Regions from separate parts of the Rattus norvegicus genome. Here region 2 is linked to region 1. The links are chromatin contacts, called in public Hi-C maps. All regions are on one chromosome and are shown on one strand. The core of a region is the stretch at or near the end of the contact, and the rest is flanking DNA. Distances in the headings are between cores, read along the strand shown. Region 1 has its middle 40 kb from the start of Trnap-ggg1. Region 2 overlaps Mef2c (myocyte enhancer factor 2C).

Region 1 (3,493 bases), core at 699-3,198:
AAGAGTGAAGTAGTCAGTGCTTTGTCACACAGGTCAAGTTAAAGACAAGGAAAAGGAGAGCGAGGTGTAGCTTATGCACACATTATCGGAACGTTCTTTCTCCTCTATTACATCTTCAAATCGAGTGCTATTAATGCCTAGAATTAGTAACCTCAAGAGACAGCCTGTGCTAGATAGGGATTCTGCTCCCAAGGTACGGCATGATTATGTTGTGAGATATTTGCAGAGAGGTTTATTTTGGGCTGGGTGAAATTAGCTTCTTTGTTTACAAGAATACCATCTCACTGATCAAGTTAAAGTACATGCCTAATAACCAGCATTTCTTAGGCTTTTATGTTGCCCTTAATTAGACTCTTCAAAGTTAATTAGGGGAATGGAGAGTACTTTTTGTTCTTTTAAGTCCCCTTTAACAGATTTTTTCACATAAAGTGTTCTCACACTTGTGGGTAGTTTAGCTTCTGCTCTAAACCTACTGGGTGGTTAACTGTTTACCGGGTAACTAACTTGTCCTTGCTTTCGTAGCTTTATTATCCAAAGTGCTCTTGATGTTTACCTCCCTAACTTTTCATTCACTCTACAATTTATATTTAGATATAAAATATTACATTATTCTTTAACATTTTGTTTGAGGTCCAGAAATGATCAAAACCAGAGTTTTGGAACAGGAATATGCAGAAAGACCAGGACAGTATTGACAGCAGGCAGTTAAAAACAAAACAAAGGCAAAACCCCAAACCCAAAACCCAAACCAATGAGTTTCCAGAACTACATGCCTCAGTAATTAGGCAACGTGTTGATGGTATAGGATGTAACAATTTTTATTTGAATTAAGGTAAAAATCAGTGATCTCACTTCAATACCTATTATGCTTTCAAATACTTTAATAGTTTTTATTTATAAGATCTTAGACATACAGAGAATAGGAACTCAAAATAGGAAGCTAATCTCAAGAAAGTGGGTTTGCAGCCATGGTGCCCATCTGCTCTGAACCACTAATAGTAATAGGAGACCATTAGAGGGGAAGCAAGTAGATGCGAAATAGTCTTTGCATTAGAGCCGGAGCCTGTCACTCTTCTGGCAACCCTGCCGAGAGCTACACATCAAAGCCACCACACTGAGCTAATAGTGTCACTTATCCCACAGCCTTTACACTGTCCCATATGTAGTCACTGTGCAGGGGGTGTGCACATGAGGGTGAGAGGGGAGCTGACAATGTGCTAGAAGAAACCGTAGGAGATAAACCGACTGTGATTTATCACCTCTAATCCTTGCAATGGAAAACATTTAGGAGGAGCAAATAATTGAGGTTTTAAAGAAAAGTGCTTTTGTAAAATCCCCCCAATTTAATTAGAGATCTAAAAATGGAATAATAAAAATAATTTTAAAAAGTCATGAGAAAATCCGTAATATGTTTGTGTAATTGGAAGGAAAAAACCATGCTTTAAAGTGCTTTTGGTAAAAGGACTTAGTTTTGAGTTTATGCCTGGAAAGACGTGTGTGTGTATATGTGTGTGTGTGTGTGTGTGTGTGTGTGTGTGTGTGTGCGTATGTGTGTGTGCATATGTGTGTGTGCATATGTGTGTGTGCATATGTGTGTGTGTGCATATGTGTGTGTGTTTAAGAGAGAGAGATTTGTCAGTTTCAGAAGACAATTAGAATCATAAATATCTACATAATAAGTTGCTAAAGGAAAAATTTCTATGAAATTGAAAGCAATCAGTGATAATGTACCTATATTCTGGTTTTTGCTGCCTCTCTTTCCTGGCTAATATTGCAGATGTATTTTTTTCTTTTTTTTTTTTTTGAGGTTGCTGTTTATCTACTGATCACTGACTGGTGCATGTAGACAGGTGGGCAGTGTGGAAACTTTGTGGACAACATAAAAAGCGAGGAGCAGGACTTCTAGACTCATGAGGCAAAATGCCCCATCTCGTGCTGCCAAGTTCCCCTGCTTCCTGCCCAGGACCTGTCTCTCCCTGTATTTGGCAGACACAGTAGCCTGATATTTAGGTAGGTCTTCTCAGTAGGTAGCTTATGGTCTGAGTTGTCTGTGAATACTTCTGGAGCAACCTATAGGTTTGTTCTGGAGAAGTTGGAACACAAATAGCTGTGTTGAATCTGAACATTCCAAACATGAATAGTAAGTATAAACACTGCGTCGGAAAATAAAACACAGTCATTTCAAAGAAGTATTGCTCTGAACCAAAGTTTAAAATGAACAATCTCTAGTCCTGAAAACATCTCATGACACATTTTACTGGGTTTTAAAATTTAGACTATGATATCTGGGCTATTATATGGCATATATATGATATTGTTATACCACAGATTATGAAATCTATAGGTCTAAAACTGACAACTCACTATGATGAAACCTGTAAGTGGCTAAAAAGAAGCCTAGCACTGATAGCTCAGACTCTACACATCAGGAATCTATAGGCGCCTCTGCTTCGGCTCTTGTTCCTTGTTTAGTCTTAGTTTTTTCCAGACCATGTCAGGATTTGACTACATGGAGCAGTGTGACAAGTGATGCTTTCTCAACAAACACCAGGACACGGAAGCTTTGAAAAGCAGAGGAGGGCTAAGGAGACAGATGGCTCAATAAAATGCTTGCCACCAAAAACATGGGGACAGGAGTTCCTATTCTAGAGCCCAGCTATAATGCTATTCACAGCTGTGTGGCCATGTAACTCCTAGTACTGGGGGGAAACTGCTCTATGTCTGAACCACATTGGCTTAACTGAACAGAGAAGCTTTGCATTCAGTAAGAGAAACAGTCTCAAAATGAGGAGTCATTGAGAACAGACATCTGATGTCAAATTTTTAAGGGCTTTAGAGCTGCTTCAGTTCTTGAGAGCACTTGCTACTCCCCAAAGGGACCTGGGTTTGATTATGAGAACTGAACACTGGGCAGTTCCTAACTCCAGCCCTCTATTGGCCTCCATGAACACATGTGCACACATGCACACAGATACAGATACACATAAATACAAAAACAAGTCTTCAAAGACACCTCATCATCACTTCTGGTCTCCACACAAATATATGGCCTCATGCATATATGCACATAACCACCCTAACAAGTATGCATGACACCGTAAAAGCAGGAAGGAACAGAGAGTCTTCGGCTTTTTGCTGTAGCTCCGACCTTCTATGTGGAGCATAACATCTCATTGACCCTAGAAACATTTTTCCCTCACCCTCTTACTTCAGGTAACAGCACCAAGGTCATCCTACGCCAGAGAGTTTACTCAAATGTTCCATTGTGTTTATTATCTCTTCCCAATTTTCTAACTTAACCACTCAGTCCTATTCATTCTCCCTCTTAAGATTCTTTTTGCCTCCTATTCTGACTGCCTGGTTAAAAGAGAGCTACAAAGCTCCCTACTTATTCTTACTTCTTCGTAGTCCTCCAAAAAGTCTCCCAGTTAGAGAATGTTCACATGTGGCCTCTCAGGGAATGGTGATCAAATCATTCGCTTAATTATTTCAT
Region 2 (3,493 bases), core at 337-2,836, 1.5 Mb after region 1:
AGCTCTCTCAGATTAAAACGCTACATAGCGGGGTCAGAAGTACCTCAGAGGACGTGACAAGGTACCGACGTGCCTGGACCGCCCTCCCCCTACCTCATTCTCACTCGCACCTGTAGTCTCAAGTCTCACAATTATCTGTGGCTGTATTTCGTTCACGAGAACAAGCTACCGTATTACAGTTAAGTGATATTAATGCTGCCTACTCTTGGCAAGAAAGTAGCTCCGGTAGCAGAGATGGCCAATCTGTTGCAGTCCGTGCCACAGTGAAGTGAATTTGAGATGAAGACACCATGTAGAGCTCTGGGCTGCAGACTTAGTTCCACTAGCTACCCAGCTCAGAATAAGTCTGTGTTAAAGTGTAAATGAAATCCCGCCACCAGAGAAGGTGTTCAGTCATGGTAAAGAATTACCAACAAATAGACACTCCTTTTTTTGTGGGGAGCAAGACACTGTGAAACTTCTGCGTGGCCACTGATATTGGGAACGGGGACAAAGGAGAGGTTGTGATGACATCAAAGACACATCATCTCATTCTTATTACTTTCAACTTAATTTATATAGACGAGTTACCTATGGAACCCAACTCACTGAATTTTTAGGAGGTTCCCACTCTGTTGTGTTTAGAGGAGTGTAAGCTGAATGTCCCAGAGTGAAGAAAAGTATTTATTGATAAGCTGTGTCACTTCGAAGCTCCTTATTGGCATTCATTATTAAGCGCTGGTGTGATCCACGGCAGAAGCATTTAGTTAAATGTTAGTGAAATGGCTTTTCTTACCCAGAGCAGGAAAACTCTTCCAGAAGTCAAAAGATGATTTCCTCAAACATCAAAATGAATTGTGAAGTAACTTTGAACCAGTATAAAATAGTCCACTATTATGGAGCCTTTGAAATACAGGTGTTTTCCTGTCTCCCACCTTAATACGGCTTTGATTTAAAGACAATTTAATTAAAAGTCTTAGAAAATCAGAGAACTAATATAGACTAAAATAATAAGCTTCAGATAAGTAGTTCCACGGATAGACAGAGATTGAAAACTGTGTGCACTGGGATTGGCATCTGTATCTGAATGTGCAGACTGCCTAAACCAGAAGGGCTCATTAAAGCAGCAAAGAGCCCCCTTGATAATGTCCTCCATGTTAGCTCATTTACTAATAAGAAGGGGAAAGTCATCCCTTGCCAGTAGGTGGTGCTTTTGTATAAAACATTACTCAAAGATAAATTCGTTTCTGACTAATTTTCTATCTCTGTACATCTTAACCCTGTGTCACATCCCCCAAAGGCCAGCCCCACGTTATCCCACTGCAGTCTCTGAAATGCACTCACTGTTCAGAAAGACACTAGCCCACACGTAGTTCTCTCCGTCAGGGAGCAGCATACTTGCATGCATTAATAGGTAGGCTTGCTTCCTTTTGTTTAAAACCGGTGTCTCTGTACATATAATTATTTTCCGCGAGTATCCCGCAATTAAAGAGACTGCAGTACCTTCTTGATGGTGTAGCTGGATCAGATTGACTCTGGATGTGCATGTCATGAAGCAAGAACAAAGCAAAACAGAGAAACAAACAAAAATCGTAATGCTGATGCCAGCAGAGTGAGCACGGTTCGGCCTGCTCAGTCATCAATCCCCAGTCCACACTTAAGACTTAAAGCTTTTCTCTGAGGCTAACTGTTGTCCAGAGTCTCCCAGAATGCACTGTCTGCAAATCAGTGATGATTAGAGCCATAGTGATGGCTCACTCCTCCTTCTTCTCCACATGCTTTCCTTCACAAACAACAGATTCGCCGTTAACATTATTATAAGTAAGACAAGCGTTACCTTAAGCAACCATCGTCACTGCTGCTTAGCCCTGTTAAGATTAAAGGAATTGGGAACTACAGACAGGATTTTCATTCTAGACAGCTGCAAATGATAAAGTCCAGTTAGGTATCAGTTTTAGGGAGATGATTTTTGAAACAGTTTTTAAATTTTCTGCATATAATATTCAGTCTTTCTCCCTCCTTCCCCCCCCCCAAGCCTGACATCAGTTATATATAATTATACGGCGTTTGATGTGTGCTGTTCATTTGAGATTCTTACTGTTCGTTTTCCCTTAGTAATATATATCTCCAGTTATATGGGCATATCAGTTAGAGAGAAATTCTTATCAATAATGGGTTTTTTAAAAATAATCTCAAATACACAGACACTGATAAACCAAGAGAGTGCCATTCAAAGTCAAACACTGTCTCCCAAGGTTCAGAAAAGAACGGAACTAGTATAGGGGGAAATTCCATGAACGCAGAATGACTTTTGTACCTTTTGTACCGTGTCTTAATCCTTTATGAAAGGGTAATCTATACAGTTACAGAGTATTTTAGAAGCTGGAGATGATCCCCGAGGCCTGGGCCAGTTAAGTGGTGTATTTACCCCCAGGCAGGAGCATTCTCCGTGGCTCTAGGCGGTGCCGCCCCGCAGTGCCTAGCTGCACTCTCATTGTGGGCACGCACTAGAGTCTATGCAAGTCTTTTAAGCTGCTATGTTTGTAATGTGAGTTCCTGGGGCCTGCAGGCCTCCTCCATCTGTAACTGGGTTTCCTTTCCTCCTACAGAGCTTGCACTAGCACTCATTTATCTCAGAGTTCAAATCTCTCCCTGCCTTCTACTCAAAGCCTCAACATCAAGTCAGAACCTGTTTCTCCTCCTAGAGACCGTACCACCACCCCATCGAGATACCCACAACACACGCGCCACGAGGCGGGGAGATCTCCTGTTGACAGCCTGAGCAGCTGTAGCAGTTCCTACGATGGGAGCGACCGGGAGGATCACCGGAACGAATTCCACTCCCCCATTGGACTCACCAGACCTTCGCCGGACGAAAGGGAAAGTCCCTCAGTCAAGCGCATGCGGCTCTCTGAAGGATGGGCAACATGATCACATTATTACTTAATAGTTTTTTTTTCTTGCAGTGTGTGTGTGTGCTATACCTTAATGGGGAAGGGGGGTCGATATGCATTATATGTGCCGTGTGTGGAAAAAAAAGTCAGGTACTCTGTTTTGTAAAAGTACTTTTAAATTGCCTCAGTGATACAGTATAAAGATAAACAGAAATGCTGAGATACGCTTAGCACTTGAGTTGTACAACAGAACACTTGTACAAAATAGATTTTAAGGCTAACTTCTTTTCACTGTTGTGACCCTTTGCAAAATGTATGTTACAATAGATAGTGTCATGTTGCAGGTTCAACGTTATTTACATGTAAATAGACAAAAGGAAACATTTGCCAAAAGCGGCAGATCTTTACTGAAAGAGAGAGCAGCTGTTATGCAACATATAGAAAAATGTATAGACGTTCGGACAGACCCGGCAAGGGGTGGCCACTGGTTAATGTTAGGAACATGCCGGTCACCTAACATCTGAGCACGCTCACAAACCTGCAGGCATATATCATTGGCGTATGGCACTCATGCAAAAGGATCAGAAACCATTCAAAGAGGACCATACCCACTTTAAAAG

Evidence for each region. Hi-C and Micro-C count contacts between places; a contact is called where the count stands out from the background.
Region 2: a contact with region 1 is called in a Hi-C map of frontal cortex, with 5 times the contacts expected there. The contact joins two enhancer-like sites. A contact is called at or near these places in 3 of 12 Hi-C or Micro-C datasets (the A7r5 cell line, Schwann cells and frontal cortex).

The regions. Positions count from the first base shown.
Region 1 is chr2:14,349,748-14,353,240 of GRCr8, forward strand. No RefSeq gene overlaps it. Among named protein-coding and RNA genes, the nearest start is that of Trnap-ggg1, 40 kb to the right of the region's middle. Within about 2 kb of position 1,949, at least 3 of the 93 cell types and tissues checked have an H3K27ac peak or open chromatin away from gene starts, as enhancers often do.
Region 2 is chr2:15,864,250-15,867,742 of GRCr8, forward strand. It overlaps Mef2c (myocyte enhancer factor 2C), which reads left to right. Exons shown (of 11, transcript NM_001399397.1): 11 at 2,589-3,493. The coding sequence ends at 2,910. All of the region lies in intron 1 of LOC103691412 (a long non-coding RNA gene), which reads right to left. Among named protein-coding and RNA genes, the nearest start is that of Mir9-2hg, 56 kb to the right of the region's middle. Within about 2 kb of position 1,587, at least 14 of the 93 cell types and tissues checked have an H3K27ac peak or open chromatin away from gene starts, as enhancers often do.